5 separate regions of the Mus musculus genome follow, and regions 2, 3, 4 and 5 are each linked to region 1. A link is a contact called in public Hi-C and HiChIP or PLAC-seq data. All regions are on one chromosome and are shown on one strand. The core of a region is the stretch at or near the end of the contact, and the rest is flanking DNA. Distances in the headings are between cores, read along the strand shown. Region 1 overlaps Zmiz1os1 (a long non-coding RNA gene). Region 2 has its middle 11 kb from the start of Gm32068. Region 3 overlaps Gm32068 (a long non-coding RNA gene). Region 4 has its middle 24 kb from the start of Gm41112. Region 5 overlaps Zmiz1 (zinc finger, MIZ-type containing 1).

Region 1 (2,901 bases), core at 203-2,702:
CAGCCAGAGAATGGTGGTAGGTAGTGGGGGAGGAAGCGGATGGGGGCTGCTTTGCCCAAGCCACCCTGCTGCTTCTCGGAAGCAGGCAATGCCAAGCAGGCAGATGGCCGGCAGGTCCCCTCAGAGCCCTGGGACCCAGATGGTCATCCCAGCATTAGGTAAGGCATCACAGCAGCAGCGAGAGAGAATGTACTGCCAGCCAAAGCCACCAAAGCCCCCATTCTAGCCAGGGGCCTCACTGTCTTCCCTCCTGAAGCCTAGCTATTGCTGTGTCTGGGAGGCCCATGGGACATCAGAGATGCTGAAATTTGGAAGCTACAGTTCAGAGTGGCCACATTCAGGAGGCCATAGCCCAGAACAGTCATGTCCTCCCAAGAAAAGCCTCTGCCATTTCTGTTGCTGATCTGTCAGCAGACCAAAAAAAACCTGTCCTCTCCTCAGTCTTACAACCAGGCTGTGAATCCAAGTCAGCTCCAGACCTCTGCATCTCCCTTGGGGTTGCGTGGGCTCAGGAAAAGCACTAATAATAGACTCTAATACTCCTTAAGGGCCTGCCAGAGACAGCTAGGAGTTCTCAGAGCTTCATGGGTAAAAACCAATCCCTGTAATGTGTAAAAAAAACAACCCTGAGAGGCAAGTCTGTTGAGGTCTCCACTTTACAGATGAGGAAATGGAGACCCGGAGAAGATGTAAAGATCCTAAGTCATACACCAGGAAATGAGGAAGCCAGAAGTCAGCCTGGCAGCCTGGCTCTGGAGCCAGTGTCCTCAGAAATATCATCTGTCTAAAGCCACTGTGAGTCCCATACTGCACTACGTCAGGGAGCTGAGACATATCACCTCGGGCTCAGGCGTGACGTGTCAAGAAGTGAACTGCCCATCACAGACACACAGCTGCCTTGGTGGAAATGTTTAAGCAGTGGGTAAGGACAAGCCTAGGTCACCTCTGCATCAGACAGAATAGACAAATGTCCCTGAGGCCAGGCCTTAAAGTCTTGGAGGAAGTGTGGGGACCTTAGGGAAACATGAATACTGACACAAGTTCATTCAATCACATGCTTATGAACATGTGCTCACATGCACATGTGTGAGCTTGTACATATGTGTCCCTGGACACAGTAGCTATTCTGGTGAACAAAGGATATTACTAAGTCCCTGCAAGTGTGGAAGCCCCTGGCTACAGAAGTATGTTCCCCCTTAACAAGTGCCTAGAGGACACTCCCTTCCCCCTTCTCAGCCTCACTTTCCCCACTGTTTGAGGAAGGGGTTGTCTGAGGTCATCTCCAAGGTCTTGGGCTTCTTGCCGCCTGGCCAGTCACCTGCAACTCTCTGTCCCCAGAGCTGGCAGGAGCTGTGACTCAGAAGCAAGAAGCAGCATAGGAGCTGCCCACTGCCCCCTTCCCCCAACACACACACAAAGGGCATCTTGTTACCACAGCCTGCCAGCAGGCAAGGGAGGGCTGGGAGGTAAGGGACCAGGATGCCTGTGTCAGCAGGACTGGGGGTAGGGCTCAGTTAGAGGCTCTGCCAGGGCCATCGGCTGGCTGGCCAAGGATCCCCAGCAGTGGGCAAGGCCTTGGGCAGGCAGGCAGCCCTGAAGAGCAGTCTCAGGAAATGGCCGGCCCCCAGGCTTCTGTATGCAACCGTGTTTGTCAAGCTCCTTTTTAGTATCATTATTTTTCATTTGGATTCTAAATGAACCTTGTGCACCCAGCAGCAGCCTCAGGCCTGGAATTTCCCAGCTGTGTGGGCTGAAACCACAGCCCCTGCTCAGAGCTTACCAGATGTGAGCACAGTCACTCTTCCAATCTGCAAAATGGGAGTGCTGAGTGGAGAAGATGCTTAAATCACACTCTCCAGTGGGGCAGACACCACCTCCCAGAGGAGCCCCAACACTGGTCAGGACACCCTGGTACCTTTCTTGTTGCTACTGGCTCTGTCACTTCCTTGCTTTGGATCCTAAGGCAAAGCACTTATCCCTTCTTACCTCCGTTCTCTAGCCAGTAAAATGGGGATGGCTGAAAGGCAGCAGAAACTAAATAGAAGATTCTTTCTGGGCATTACCTGGCATCATATTCTGACACTGAACAAAGGACAAGCTGGAAGACACTCAGATTGTCCGTGCTAGTAAATAAATCAGTCTGCAGTTCTGTTCCCATAAGCGTATGAATGGTGTGCATACATATGTACATGCGTGCATAAGTGGACAGGCAGGAATTCTCCCAGGCCAGTACTTGAGCATTGAGGCCATTATGTGAACAGTACGGGGTCCAAAGCAAAGGCTCTTTGAGGCCCTTGACCTCCTTAGGACAACTGGACTCTTGTGGCTGGTTTGTGATATCCAGCTAGCCACATCCTTGCAGAGCAAACTGGTGGCTGCAGACGCTGCATCCTCCGAGCACTGGGTGGAGCTAGTGGCCAGCTGCCCCCTAAAGCATGCATTACAGTCCCAAGGAGCAATACATGCTCATAAACACCCCCTAGAGTTGCACTCCCAACATTTTCCATAAACTTCTATGCATGGGCATCTCCTCGGATCAGTATCTGTAGGTCTCTTACACCCCAGAGAAAGGATTCTGCATTCTGTCAGGAACATCTAACTGACAGGCTTTCAAAAACTAATGTGTAATGGGTACTGGTTAGTCTACCAGATCCTCCAAATGCTACCGAGCTCCCAATGTTCTTTGTCCCACTTGATGCATGAAAGTGAGGCCCAAACAGGCGAAGGTAAGTCAGGCCCGTGGGATCAGAAAATGAAAAGGGTAGGCACAGATTGAGCCAGGGGAGGGGGTGGGTATGAAGGACCATAACCCAGAAACCTAGACAGAACACAGCCTTAGTTGTGGGCTTGGAGATAGCTATGAACGGTCGGCAGGCGAGAAAACAAGCCTGCATGCGTAAA
Region 2 (2,901 bases), core at 136-2,635, 430 kb before region 1:
TCATCCTCATGAATGCTGAAGCTGAGTAGGATGTAGTTATGTGGATCCCTGCATTTATAGCTGGACTATCAGAAGTACCCACAGGCTAGAACTCGACAATAGTGTTTAAAGTCAGGACTGCCATGAAGGATTGACCCCTTTTGCAAACCTCTAGCTCCAAAAAATATTTACAATTCATAACTAGCAAAATCACAGTTATGAAATAGCAATAAAAAAATTTTATGGTTGGAGGATCACCTCAACATAAGGAACTGTATTAAAGTGTCACAGCATTGAGAAGCACTGGCCTAGACTGTCTACACTGCCCTATAGTCATCGGTGTCAGAAACAGATTGAATCGCTGTGTGTCAGAGTGGCATTAGGGAGCCAGAAAACTAGTGCTAGAAAAAAAAATTTACCTGATTGGTGTGATAAAGAAAGCAGGACTCGCTATCTAAAGAAGGGAAAACACACAGGCTACACCATACCCCAGTGGAAAATTCAGCTTTACCCTGTAGGAGCAGGTCGCTACTGTTCTGCCAGTTGGTGGAAGATGGAGTGAATTTCTCAGGAGAAACTAATCCATTGTGCAAGGAGAAAGAAAAACAAAAACTAGGTACCCTTAGGGAGAGCTCTTGTGATTGACAGGGCCATGAGCTGAGCCTGTGGGACCATGGCCATGGCTGTGCTGTAAGCTGGCTGCTGCTGGGTCCAAGCTAGATATTGACCACCAGTCTCCTTCTAAAAGTGAACGCTGGGATGCTTTTCTGAGTTTCATTTGTGGCAAACTAGAGTACCATCATTCACCCCAGGCCCTTGCTGAAGCTGAAGACCTCTTGGTGTGAGAGAAGAGACAAGTGTGGGAGAACCATGGAGGATGGGAGGAGGGAGGAGGGAGGAGGGAGGGCTTTGGGAACTAGAGGAGCTATGGCGTGTATTCAGTTTCCTTCTTGTTCACTACATATGCCAGTCGGGTGCTGCTGAGGCTTCTGACCCATAAACTTCAACAACAGGAATGGAAAGGAGAGAGAGAGAACGAGCAAGAGAGAGAGAGAGAGAGAGAGAGAGAGAGAGAGAGAGAGAGAGAGAGGAAACCTATTACCCATAACTAAAGGACCAGATCCAGGGCACCCTAAGGACAGAAACTATTCGTAGTGATATCCGCACTACTCCAGCTGAGCACTGGCAGAAACCCTCACCTGCACACACACACACAGACACACAGTTTTACAGACTGGAGCCAGGAACTGGCCTTCCACTGGCCCTCATGTCTCCCTCTGCTTCACGGGCTCAGAAAGGGCTCTGCTCCCTCATCGGAGCGATGCCAAATGGGGAGGAATAGAGAGACCTTTCATCTCCCCCCAGCGGAACTAGGCACTGCTCCAATTTCTGTGCCAAGACAGCGTTGGCTGGGTTGAGTGGGGAGCTGCTCTTTAATTCCTTTCCCAGAGGAAACAGTCTGCGTGCCAGTGCCCCCATGGTTGTATCAGTGGCCTCCAGTAGGGAGCTGAGGGTACACTCAGGAAGCCAGGAAAGGGCCTTCTAAGAGGAAAGAGTCCAGGCCCTTTTCCCTTCTTACTCTGGAATCAGTGGGTCCGTTAGAGGAGCTGCACTTCTACCTCCTGATCACCACACAGGAGCATAGATGGTGGGAAGCAAGACTATGACCCTTTCAGTCCCTGGTGTCAGCTCTGTGCTGTGTGAGCTTCCTCCCCAGCAACAAAGCCAGTGAGTCAGCCCTTTACTTTAGCCTCCTTAGTGACAGTGGCCCCTGCTGGAAGCTGAATACAGGGACTCCTCCAGCTCTCCATCATGTCTTTTAAAATGGACAGCTTGGTTTCTTTTAACAGAGAAGAGAATCAAATAGAATTGAGTTTCATGACATCATGTGTAAAGTGCCAAGGCTATAGCAATAACAAAACTAGGTCCTATTGCAAGCAGGAGAACATGCTGAGTAACGATGATAACCAGCAGGAAAATGATTCAAATATCGGAAGGATCTGCCAAGGACTTTAAGGCAGTCATTGTGAAAGTTCATCAATAAGTAATTATGAATTCTCTTCAAGCAAATGAAAAGGGTATCTCAGTAAAGAAACAGAAACTGAAAAGCAAGAAAAATGGATGTTGTAGAGAATGCAATAACAAACAAATAAAATTTATCTGAATGGACTTAAAAGCAGAGCAAAGATGAAGAAGGGCAGAAATAATTACGGAGCTAGAGGGCAGATGGACAGAACATACACAATTTGGTCAACAGGTTAAATAGACAAAACTAGGAAGTCTTAGGGACCTAGCTGACCACATCAGAAGATATGTCTTACTGAAATTATAGAAATGAAGATCTGTAAAGGCTTACTGATCTAAATTTAGCAGGAGAAACCAGATTCAGGAGGTAGAATCTCATACAAACCCAAGAAAATCCATGACCAAGTACAACACATTTATAGTTCTGAAAACTACAAAAACCCACCTGAAAGAAACAACACAGAAAGATGTTCCCTTCATGTTGATTACTTTATTCTAAAGGTCCAGCTTGAAATGGCCTCATTGTGAGTAGCATGCAGAGGCTGGGGTGCAGGAGAGAACGAACATTTCAGTACTTATATAAATCCGAGTAGGCCATGGGTCAATTCTCAAGGACAATTTAAAGACCTCTTGTGGAGCGAACAGGAAATAGAGCAGAAAACAGACATGAGCAGCAAGAACCATGGTGGGAGGAGCTCAGTAGGAGCCGTGGTGGGAGGAGTTCTATTTTTTTGGTGGTGGGGGTGGGGGGTCGAGACAGGGTTTCTCTGTACAGACAGCCCTGGCTGTCCTGGAACTCACTCTGTAGACCAGGCTGCCTTCAAACTCAGAAACCTGCCTACCTCTGCCTCCCAACTGCTGGGATTAAAGGCGTGCGCCACCACTGCTTGGCTAGAA
Region 3 (2,901 bases), core at 221-2,720, 410 kb before region 1:
TATAAAATCAAATTTAAAAAGAAACAATTTTTGCTTACTATACCAGAGGTGTCAGTCCATGATCACATGACCATAGGGGCAGTACACAGGGATAACACCCTGTGGTAGAGAAGCTGCTCACTTCATGGCAGTTAGGAAGCAGACAGAAAAGGGACTGGAGAGGAGGCAGGCCCTTCGAGAGTGTGCCTCCAGTGGCGTGTTTCTTCCAATCAGGCCTCACCTCCTGGTGGCCCATGCAGCTTTAGATGCATCCACTGAGGGAGAAGGAGCCATCCAATGTTGTCTAGGTGTCACCGGGCCCTTCATGCATGAGCCTTGGCGGGTAAGCATCTGTATTGAAACAATGCCAGGCTGGATGTAGGCTGTCCTCCAAAGATAGGTGTGGAGAAGGCTTATTTCTCATCCTATTGTGCTACTAGGAAGTGGTACAGTTTTCAAAATGTGGAATCTTATGGGAAGAATTTACACCACTGAGTGTGTGTATCACCCACTGCCCATTTGCTTCCTATCCACCACGAGGTGAAAACCTTCCTTTGCCACACTCTCACTGTGAAAACAGTAGCTGGAATGACCCCTTGCCTTTGCTAAACTGATTGTCTAGGGTCATTTGTTACAGTGACAAGCGACTGATAGTCATCCCAGGCTAAGCTCTGACTTTGCCCTCCAGGGATTACAGTTGGCTACACCCTCTACCTCTCCTGGCCCTCTCTTTGGGTTGCCCCTGCCCATAGGGAACATCAGGGTATGCAGCAGATCCCCAAATCCACCTGTGTGTATGCACTGGAGCCCTGTCAAAGCAGAAACAGAGCCCAAAAGATGATTTGGGTGCCAGTATGAACCTGATACTGTAGCGTTTTCCTTGCCCAGGGGCACCAAGCAGAGCCTGCTGCCTGGGTGGGCTCCATGTCTGCAGAAGACCCAGTTCTAACATCACAGACAGTACCTTCTACAAATGTCCTTTGGTGACAGGGGTAGGCAACCCTTTCCCCTCCCCAAAACCTCTTTTATAATGGAAACAGTCTCATTCATGAGGGTCTTCCCTAACAAACACCAAACCCTGTAAAGGCCCACCCCTCAATGGCATTGCACTGTGTGTTCGTGATTAAAATAAACTTGAGGGTAGAGTCACAAACCATAGTAGGTTTCTGCGTGATTTTAGTTGGGATTTCTTTAGAACTCGACCTCCTTCTCTCCTATTCCCCTGAACTTTGACTCAGACAGAGGTAGAAAGAGGCTGGCAAACAGGTGACAGAGACAGAGTGGGGGGGGGGGGGGAGGAGGAGGAAAAGTGGGTGGACCTAGAGAGGATAAGAGAGGCAGAGGAAGAAAGAGTAGAAAGAGGCAGTGATGGAGGCTGAGAGAGCAAGCCTGTGGTGAGAGGGGAGGGGAGGGCACGCTGCAGACTGCAGGCCTGGCCCAGGCAGTGATGAAAGGCTGGCTGGCCCTGTACCGTCTGCCTCCGGCATGCAGCCCAACTCACAGCGGTAGCAGTTGGACCAGGCACTTGGCTCTCTCTGCTGAGCCCAGGCCTCTGTCCCTGACCTCAGCACAGCTGCAGAACCTTTGTGCCCTTCTATGGAAGCTACCAGGCTCCCTGCCTGCTTTGAGGCCCGAGGAGTGGGCATTAGTAGTATCTGTTCTCCATGCTTGTCTGTGCCAGGGAAAGAAACATGTGCCATCAGCTGGGCTTATCCAGAGACCCACTGCATTGGCATGGAGATGAGGCATGTGTCTCCTGTGACAGTGTCTTGCCTTCTTAATCAGGGACTTACTGAGGAGTGTGTTGAAATCAGCTGGCATTTCTTAAGCTCAACAAATAGGGATCTAGTATCTCCCTCTAGGGTAGCATGTTTCAGAGGATTCAGAATCCTCCTCCGTTCCCATTTCTTGTATTTTCCTTAATGTCCCCAGCCCATGGAGACTACCCCATAAGGAGCAGGGTTCTAAAACGACACATGACTTGTCAGGCAGGGTCAGCTTCTGAAGGGACAGCCAGGCTCGGAGAGGCTTCAGTGTGTGAACTCTGCTGGCTTCCAAGTCTGTGGATCAGGGCTAGGGGCTAACTGTGGGTGGGCCTCAGGAGCCAGGTTGGCGGGTGTCAGCCAGCTACAACCCCAGCCCCCACCGTGTGTTGTGGAGACAGTGCTATAAACTTCAGGATGCAGTGTGAGTCAGCTGCGTAGTCTTTAAAGAGATGAGACTCTTTTATAATTCTTTCCCTTGAAGGTCTGCTCATGGTTTTTGCTTTCCTACATTTGACTGGGACCAGAGCCCAGAAGCTTGCTGGGTGGCTGGGGACAGACATGGCCCTGGGACCTAAGGCATGGTCAGAAGTAATTGATGTGGAATGAGATGAGGAAATCATTTCCCTCAATTCCTCCAGAGTCTGAAGCAGAGATTCACGTTGGTTCAAGAGGCAGCAGATGGACCCAATAGGAGTTGCAGGGTGGGTCTTGTGGGAGGGAGCCAGGAAGGAGGGGAGGGAGGGATGAGAAAACAGAGCCAGAGAGGTATCTTGTGGGCTGTGAGGCTTTGAGTTTCGTAATGTTGTTGGTCGTCCTTGCCTTGATGGCCTCAATATAATTCTGACATTTATTATATACCAGTAGACAGTGAGCTCTTGGGACACAGGCTTGGTCTAGAAAGGTGTCCAAGATCCTTCCAGGAGTCGGAGGTAGTTAGGGGCAGGAATCTGTTGCCTTTTTCAGAGCTTGGAATTAGAGGTTGAAGCCATGCCTGCCCAAATAGTTAGGGCCCAAAGGCCTCAGCTGACATATGGGTTATAGATGCTTGGGAACTGCAGCCAGAGTACAGGGTTCGAGGGTGACAGGCACGATGCTAGATAGTGAACCAGGATCAGCAGACTCTGCCAGGCAAGAGGGAGGCAGAGCCTGCTATGTG
Region 4 (2,901 bases), core at 254-2,753, 300 kb before region 1:
TAGCAGTGCAGAGGAAGCTGTGGTGGAGGATACCAAGACCCTGGAGTCTGGAATGTCCAATTACCATTCAGCTGAGAAATGATTGGTCATTTGGCTGCCCTGTAATCATGTCTCACCTGGATGATTGTGAGGCTTCCTAGTGGAGCTAGCAGATACATTTCACACTGACACACACACACACACACACACACACACACGTTCACAGACATACACAGACACATGGATAGAGACACACACTGACATACGTAGACACACACATAAAGACACGCACAGAGACATACACACACAGATGCAAAATATATACACAACAGAGACACACAGATGAAAGACACACAAAGGAGCACATACATATAAGCACTGACATGCATACAGAGATGTGCACTCGAGCACACACACACACACACACACACACACACAGAGAGAGAGAGAGAGAGAGAGAGAGAGAGAGAGAGAGAGAGCTATCATCACAGGGCATCACTTGAAACCTGCCACTTTCATAGAAACCCACCGCAGCCTCCTCTTGCCTTAGACCAACATGCAGATGCCTTTGCTTAGGGTTCAAGGCTTTTTGTGTTCAACGGTCTCTTGTTGCTTCCTTTCTTTTTGCTCACTATTCTCACCCCGAGACCGCAGCACACAGGCTTGAGGGAGCACCTCCATTGTATCATGTCTGTTGTCTATCATTGTCTCTGCCTCTGCTCCTCCTAGCTCCCCCCACCTACTGTCTCTGGAAACCTTACCATTTGTCTCACAGCTAATTCCCCTTTCCTCAGGAAAGCCCCGCCCCTAGAAGAACTGACTGTGTTGTGTGTTGTCACCATACCTGGACATCTTCCTGTTCCACGTCAGCTCATTCATATTCCCCACAATGAAAATACCCTTTTCATTATGTAGCGCCTTTGCTGTGGTTGGTCCTGAAGATGCAGGAGAGAGCAGAGATAGAATCACTGGAGCAGAACTCAGGTCTACACCACACGGGTTGTACTCTATGGGGCCGTCCCAGCTCGGAAAGTTAAGATGGGCTCATGAACTTCACTAGACACAGGCATGTGATCAAATCAATGAATGAATGAATGACCCAACAAATGAAAGGTAAGGTGTGTCAGTGGAAGGTGACTGTCACAAAGCAACATTTTGCAGGGTAGAAGGAGCTGGGGCTCTGCCCAGAAGCACAGAAGTTGCCTTCCACAGGGCTGGGCTCCCAGGAACTAGAAGCATTCATGCAGAGGGAAGCCATCTGTCAAAAAGGTTCCCGAAAAGACTTAGAATTGGCTGAGATTCAGGCTGCAGTGCTATAGGCTCATGGCCCAGCCCCACCACCGACTTGATGTACAACCTCAGGTAGACCTTGGGGAGAGGTCATAGTCTCTTTGAGCCTCAGTTTCCACATCTGCCCCCTTCTCCCAGTTTCTCTACGAAGACAGTGGATCCCAAGCAGCCCGTCCTAGAGCATCTTGCTAGTGGGAGGAAAAGCACCCCCTTCTTCCCGCATGCTGGCGGCTGTCAACCATCCCCTCCCACAGCAGAGCATGGTTAGAGTTTGGATGCAGATGTGGAAGGTGAATAGAAAGGTAGGACACATGTCTGGAAGGGGATGAGAGAAACCCTGAGGAGCGGGGGAAAGAAACTGGAGTGACAGTTATGTGTTGTAGTGCATGCTGGAGGTTTCCCAGGAGAGACAGCACGGCAGGGAAATCCTGCCGCTTTCATAGAAACCCACTGCAGCCTCCCCTGGGCAGTTAAGTCCTTGGAGAAAGGAGAAACTGATGTGGGTCCAGGTCTGAGCCTGCAAGGCAAAGCCGCCAGGACCCCAAGGAGGCTTCAGCACAAGGATGCTCTGGCACACCACGTGCTCTTCCCTAACCTAGACCAAACACTGCTGTGCTTTGGATGGTAAGTGTTCCTCAAAGGCCTGTGAGTTGACAGGTTGGTTCCTAGCCTGTGCTATTGTTAGGGTGTGATAAGACCTTTTAACTGTAGAGACCCAACAGGAGAAGGTAAGGTCCCTGGGAAAGTGTCTTTGAAGACATATTGGAATCTGACCCCTACCCTCTCTTTGCTTTGTTTCCCAGAAGGATGTGGGCCTCGGGCCTCAGGCCTCTTTGCCACCATGCTGGTCCTGTGATACCCCTAGTCAAAAAGCAACATGGCTGGACAGGATGGACCAAAATCTCAGGTCTTCACTCCTTTGAGTTGACTGTGTCAGGTAACTTGTCAGTGTGACAGGAAACTGCCTTCCTTATACAGCTAGAGAGATCTTGCAGTGAGAGGCCAAGCTTCCTCAGAGAGAAGAGACAGTGGATGCGTCCCTGTGGAGGAAGTGCATTGCTGTTTCTCTTCTGGTTGGTTTTCCCTGTTTCCTGCCTTTGTTGGGCCTGTATTCTCCAGCTGCTCAGACTCTGAGCCACCCAGGCTGTGCACAGATGTGGAGGCCACAGCTGGTTCCTGGACTGGAGACTGTGAGGTTACTGTGCTCAGGACACGGGGGTCCTTAGAGGGAGCCGGTGTACCCAGGTGAGCAGGGAATTAACAGAACACTACTATTTAGGTCATTAGCCAGGCTCAGGATCTCCCCAGGGAGTTTGGGGCAGGGGCTGTAATTCTCCAGTGGCCATCTTTGTCTAAGCCACTCATCACTGTGAGGCCACCTGCCTGCTAGCCTGCTAGCCTGCTCCTCACAATTCTGCATGACCGTCTGTGGGTAGCACGGACATCTCTGTGTCATCTCTGAGTTCTGTAGAGACATGGGGACATGGGTAATAGGGCCCATTGGCTCTCCCCATCAGCTGCTAAAGAGAAACTATGTCAGAGAAGGAAGCCCAGTGTGGCCTCCCCTATAGTTATCCTCCCTGCCTGCCCTCCCTCCTCACAGCCCATACAGTTGGCCTCCCTCTCTGCCCT
Region 5 (2,901 bases), core at 235-2,734, 270 kb after region 1:
GTAGCTTGTAAAAGTCCTCAGCTTCTGTCTTAGCTTCACCGTTGACCATACCAAGGTCATCTTCCACTTAGCAGAAGCCACAGAAACATCCTATATCCCCCCACCCCCACCGTAACTCCAGGACAGAAGCTGTGTGTTACCTGGAGGATCTAGCCATTGCCTGGGCAGAAGGACACCTTCAGTGTCCCTGAGGTGATCTGGACTTTATCCCAACAACGTCTGTTTCCTCATCCCAGGTTTTTAATGAGTGGTTTAAAAAGCCATTTGTGATTAGCACATTGTCTCTATGCAAATCGGTGTCGCAAAGCTAATTAAGAGTCTAATAAATCTTGTTTATCTATTAATTTGATTACAATCAAAGCCGCTGGAGCCTCTGAGATCAAGGGTGAGCTCCTGCCTCCTCCAGGGCCAGGGATTTGCTACAATCTAAAGCGAGGCCCCGGAATGCTAGGTGGAGGCATGGCATGGCATGGGGCCGTGAGACTGGACACCAGTTTCTGACCCACAGTTTCCTCATCTGTGGGAAGAAGATTAGAACCAAGCCTGGTGCACGGGGATCCCCAGGGACTTGTATGGCCTCCAAACACTAGCCTGATTTCCTCTTGACCGGCTCTTCCTCCCTTCCCAGCCCCTTCAGAGCAAGCAGGGGCTGGGGGTGGGGCAGTGGTAGAGTATTGTTTTGCAAACCCAAGGCCCTGGGTTCGATTGCCAACACTATAGAAAGCGAAACCAAAGGGTACCAAAGATACAGGCTGTATCCCACTCAGGAGAGGTGTGTGCAGGAGGGTCAAAAATCCAAGACCAACCTGGGCTACATAGTGAGGCTGTGTCTCAAAACAAAAGGAAAAACACAAGTTGTATGAGTTGTTATTTTTTGCACAGCTGTACCAGGCTCTGTTGGTAGTAGGCTCTTCTTGCCCCCACCCCAGAAAATTATTTTTAACAAGAGAGCAAAAACGGCCACTGAGGTAGCCCAGTGGACAAAGGCACCTGACAACTACTTTGTTTGATCTCCTGGAACCAACATCATGGAGGGAGAGAACCAACTCCCACAGGTTGTCCTCTGACCTACGCATGTGTGCTGTGGCCTAGTGTTTCTACACACACGCACACACAATTCCCTTTTCCAAGACAGGGTCTTACTGTGTAGCTCTGGCTGACCTGGAACTCATTATGTAAACCAACCTGGCCTCTGGAAATTCACCTGCCTCTGCCTCCTGAGTGCTGGGATTAAACTTAAGCACCATCACACCATTTAATTAATTAGTTAATTAATTAATAAGAAAAGCTCAGAGGAGGAGCCTCAGGTCACTAACAGTGCTGATCACTGAGACTGGCCAGTGCTTACGCCTCTCCCAAAGGCCTGGCATGCATCTCCCAGAGCCCTTCTCCCTGACACCTTTTGCCACTCAGTCCCCTCCCACTCCAGTCCCTTTTCCCTGCTGGCACAGGAGCTTGGTTTGTCCTTGGTTTGCAGAGACAGGGGTGAGAGTCCAGGCAGAGGTGACACATCACAGGCCTGATGCTGTGGTTGCCTGTCAAGTCAGAGCCCTTAGAAGGCGATGAGTCACAGTGTGCTGGTGGATGCCACTTCTGTCGTGAGGCCTGGGTCCGCCCCCCTTGTGCCTGTCACTTGCTTCTCCAGCATGCGTCCAGCAGCCCCCGGGCCCTGTGCACACTAAGTAGATGGCCACCTTTGTTCTGAGACAGGGAACCTACTGGCCAGGCAGTGGAGAGCCCACTTGGGAAATGTTGGCTAGCTTTGTACTCTGTCAGTGGTAGGCAGAACAGGAAAAGGTGGTTTCCTCCCACAAGGCCCAGCCATGGTGCTGAGGGTAGTAGGGGCCTTAGATACAGTAGCCTGGGAGCCAAGATGATGAGAGACAGGGGGCCCCCCTCCCCCCTGGACCTGTCCAGCTGCTTGTTAAAACCTGAATCAAATCTTCACGAGCCTGGAAGGTGGTAGGGAGTTTGTAAAGCAGTTCTGAAGGGTGGGGTGTGGTGGGGGAAAGACAGACTTTTTTGCTTTATTCGGTCACTCGAGATCGGTCACTCGAGAACCTCTGTCCAGCATACCAGAGCTGGGAATCCAGAAGGATAATGGATGGCCAGAGGTCTCCCTTTTCTGTGAAAACACGCTCTGCAGGGTGTCCCAGCCAGGTACTTTATGCCATCTGTGGCTCAGCCCCTCCCTTCTTGCCTGGCCACAGGCCTCACTTTCACAAGCTGCATTTAGTCCTCAGTCAGCCACCTGTGCTCCTGGGCCCTGCTCCTGAGCCATGCCGTTTCTCTCTCCAGTCTAGCCCTGATATCCCCCTCCTTGGACACCAAGAATACTGAGCCTGCTTCACTCTTATCCTCTTGGAGAATGTGCTGCTCAGACCCCAAGGCCTGTGCTCACATTGTGTTCTTGACTGAGCCTCTTGGTACTGATTCTTAGTCCACAGTGGCCGGTGTGTTGAGAGAACAGTATTTATTCATCTGCACTGTGGTTGTTTTTTTTTTTAAGATTTATTTATTATATGTAAATACACTGTAGCTGTCTTCAGACTCCCCAGAAGAGGGCATCAGATCTCATTACAGATGGTTGTGAGCCACCATGTGGTTACTGGGATTTGAACTCAAGACCTTTGGAAGAGCAGTCAGTGCTCTTAACTACTGAGCCATCTCCCGCCTGTGTTTTGTGTTGTTTAGTTTGGGTTTAGAGTTTAGGGTTATTGTTTTGTTTTGTTTTTGAGACGGGGCTTCATACAGCCCAGGCTAGACCCAAACTTTCCATGTAGCCAAGGATAACCTTGAACCTCCGATTCTCCCGTCTTCTCCTCTGAGATAATAGGGTAATTGTAAATATTTCTCTCCGGGCGTGTCTGTGCAGTGATGGAGAGCAAAGCATAGGCTTCG

The links. A called contact is a pair of places that touch in the nucleus more often than the background predicts. HiChIP or PLAC-seq counts read pairs in DNA pulled down with a chosen protein or histone mark.
Region 2: a contact with region 1 is called in an H3K27ac HiChIP or PLAC-seq map of neural progenitor cells, with 2.3 times the contacts expected there. The contact joins two enhancer-like sites. A contact is called at or near these places in 5 of 115 datasets of contacts at active chromatin or transcription factors (astrocytes, bone marrow-derived macrophages, cardiomyocytes and 2 more).
Region 3: a contact with region 1 is called in a Hi-C map of cerebellum, with 1.6 times the contacts expected there. The contact joins two enhancer-like sites. A contact is called at or near these places in 2 of 484 Hi-C or Micro-C datasets (cerebellar granule neurons and cerebellum) and 7 of 115 datasets of contacts at active chromatin or transcription factors (astrocytes, embryonic hindbrain, embryonic stem cells and 3 more).
Region 4: a contact with region 1 is called in a Hi-C map of cerebellar granule neurons, with 1.7 times the contacts expected there. The contact joins two enhancer-like sites. A contact is called at or near these places in 4 of 484 Hi-C or Micro-C datasets (the N1E-115 cell line, cerebellar granule neurons and cerebellum) and 5 of 115 datasets of contacts at active chromatin or transcription factors (cardiomyocytes, embryonic basal ganglia, embryonic fibroblasts and 2 more).
Region 5: a Hi-C map of bone marrow-derived macrophages shows a contact between it and region 1, with 2.9 times the contacts expected there. The contact joins two enhancer-like sites. A contact is called at or near these places in 1 of 484 Hi-C or Micro-C datasets (bone marrow-derived macrophages) and 5 of 115 datasets of contacts at active chromatin or transcription factors (bone marrow-derived macrophages, cardiomyocytes, effector CD8 T cells and 2 more).

Annotation. Positions count from the first base shown.
Region 1 is chr14:25,370,364-25,373,264 of GRCm38.p6, forward strand. All of the region lies in intron 1 of Zmiz1os1 (a long non-coding RNA gene), which reads right to left. Among named protein-coding and RNA genes, the nearest start is that of Gm41113, 7.5 kb to the right of the region's middle. Within about 2 kb of position 1,453, at least 161 of the 459 cell types and tissues checked have an H3K27ac peak or open chromatin away from gene starts, as enhancers often do. A contact at or near this core is called in astrocytes, bone marrow-derived macrophages, cerebellar granule neurons and 2 more, where this site is marked.
Region 2 is chr14:24,938,361-24,941,261 of GRCm38.p6, forward strand. No RefSeq gene overlaps it. Among named protein-coding and RNA genes, the nearest start is that of Gm32068, 11 kb to the right of the region's middle. Within about 2 kb of position 1,386, at least 60 of the 459 cell types and tissues checked have an H3K27ac peak or open chromatin away from gene starts, as enhancers often do. A contact at or near this core is called in astrocytes and neural progenitor cells, where this site is marked.
Region 3 is chr14:24,958,726-24,961,626 of GRCm38.p6, forward strand. All of the region lies in intron 2 of Gm32068 (a long non-coding RNA gene), which reads left to right. Among named protein-coding and RNA genes, the nearest start is that of Gm32068, 9.8 kb to the left of the region's middle. Within about 2 kb of position 1,471, at least 76 of the 459 cell types and tissues checked have an H3K27ac peak or open chromatin away from gene starts, as enhancers often do. A contact at or near this core is called in cerebellar granule neurons and cerebellum, where this site is marked.
Region 4 is chr14:25,073,383-25,076,283 of GRCm38.p6, forward strand. No RefSeq gene overlaps it. Among named protein-coding and RNA genes, the nearest start is that of Gm41112, 24 kb to the left of the region's middle. Within about 2 kb of position 1,504, at least 18 of the 459 cell types and tissues checked have an H3K27ac peak or open chromatin away from gene starts, as enhancers often do. A contact at or near this core is called in cerebellar granule neurons and cerebellum, where this site is marked.
Region 5 is chr14:25,639,052-25,641,952 of GRCm38.p6, forward strand. The region is part of intron 7 of Zmiz1 (zinc finger, MIZ-type containing 1); the gene reads left to right. Among named protein-coding and RNA genes, the nearest start is that of Gm52102, 21 kb to the right of the region's middle. Within about 2 kb of position 1,485, at least 130 of the 459 cell types and tissues checked have an H3K27ac peak or open chromatin away from gene starts, as enhancers often do. A contact at or near this core is called in bone marrow-derived macrophages, where this site is marked.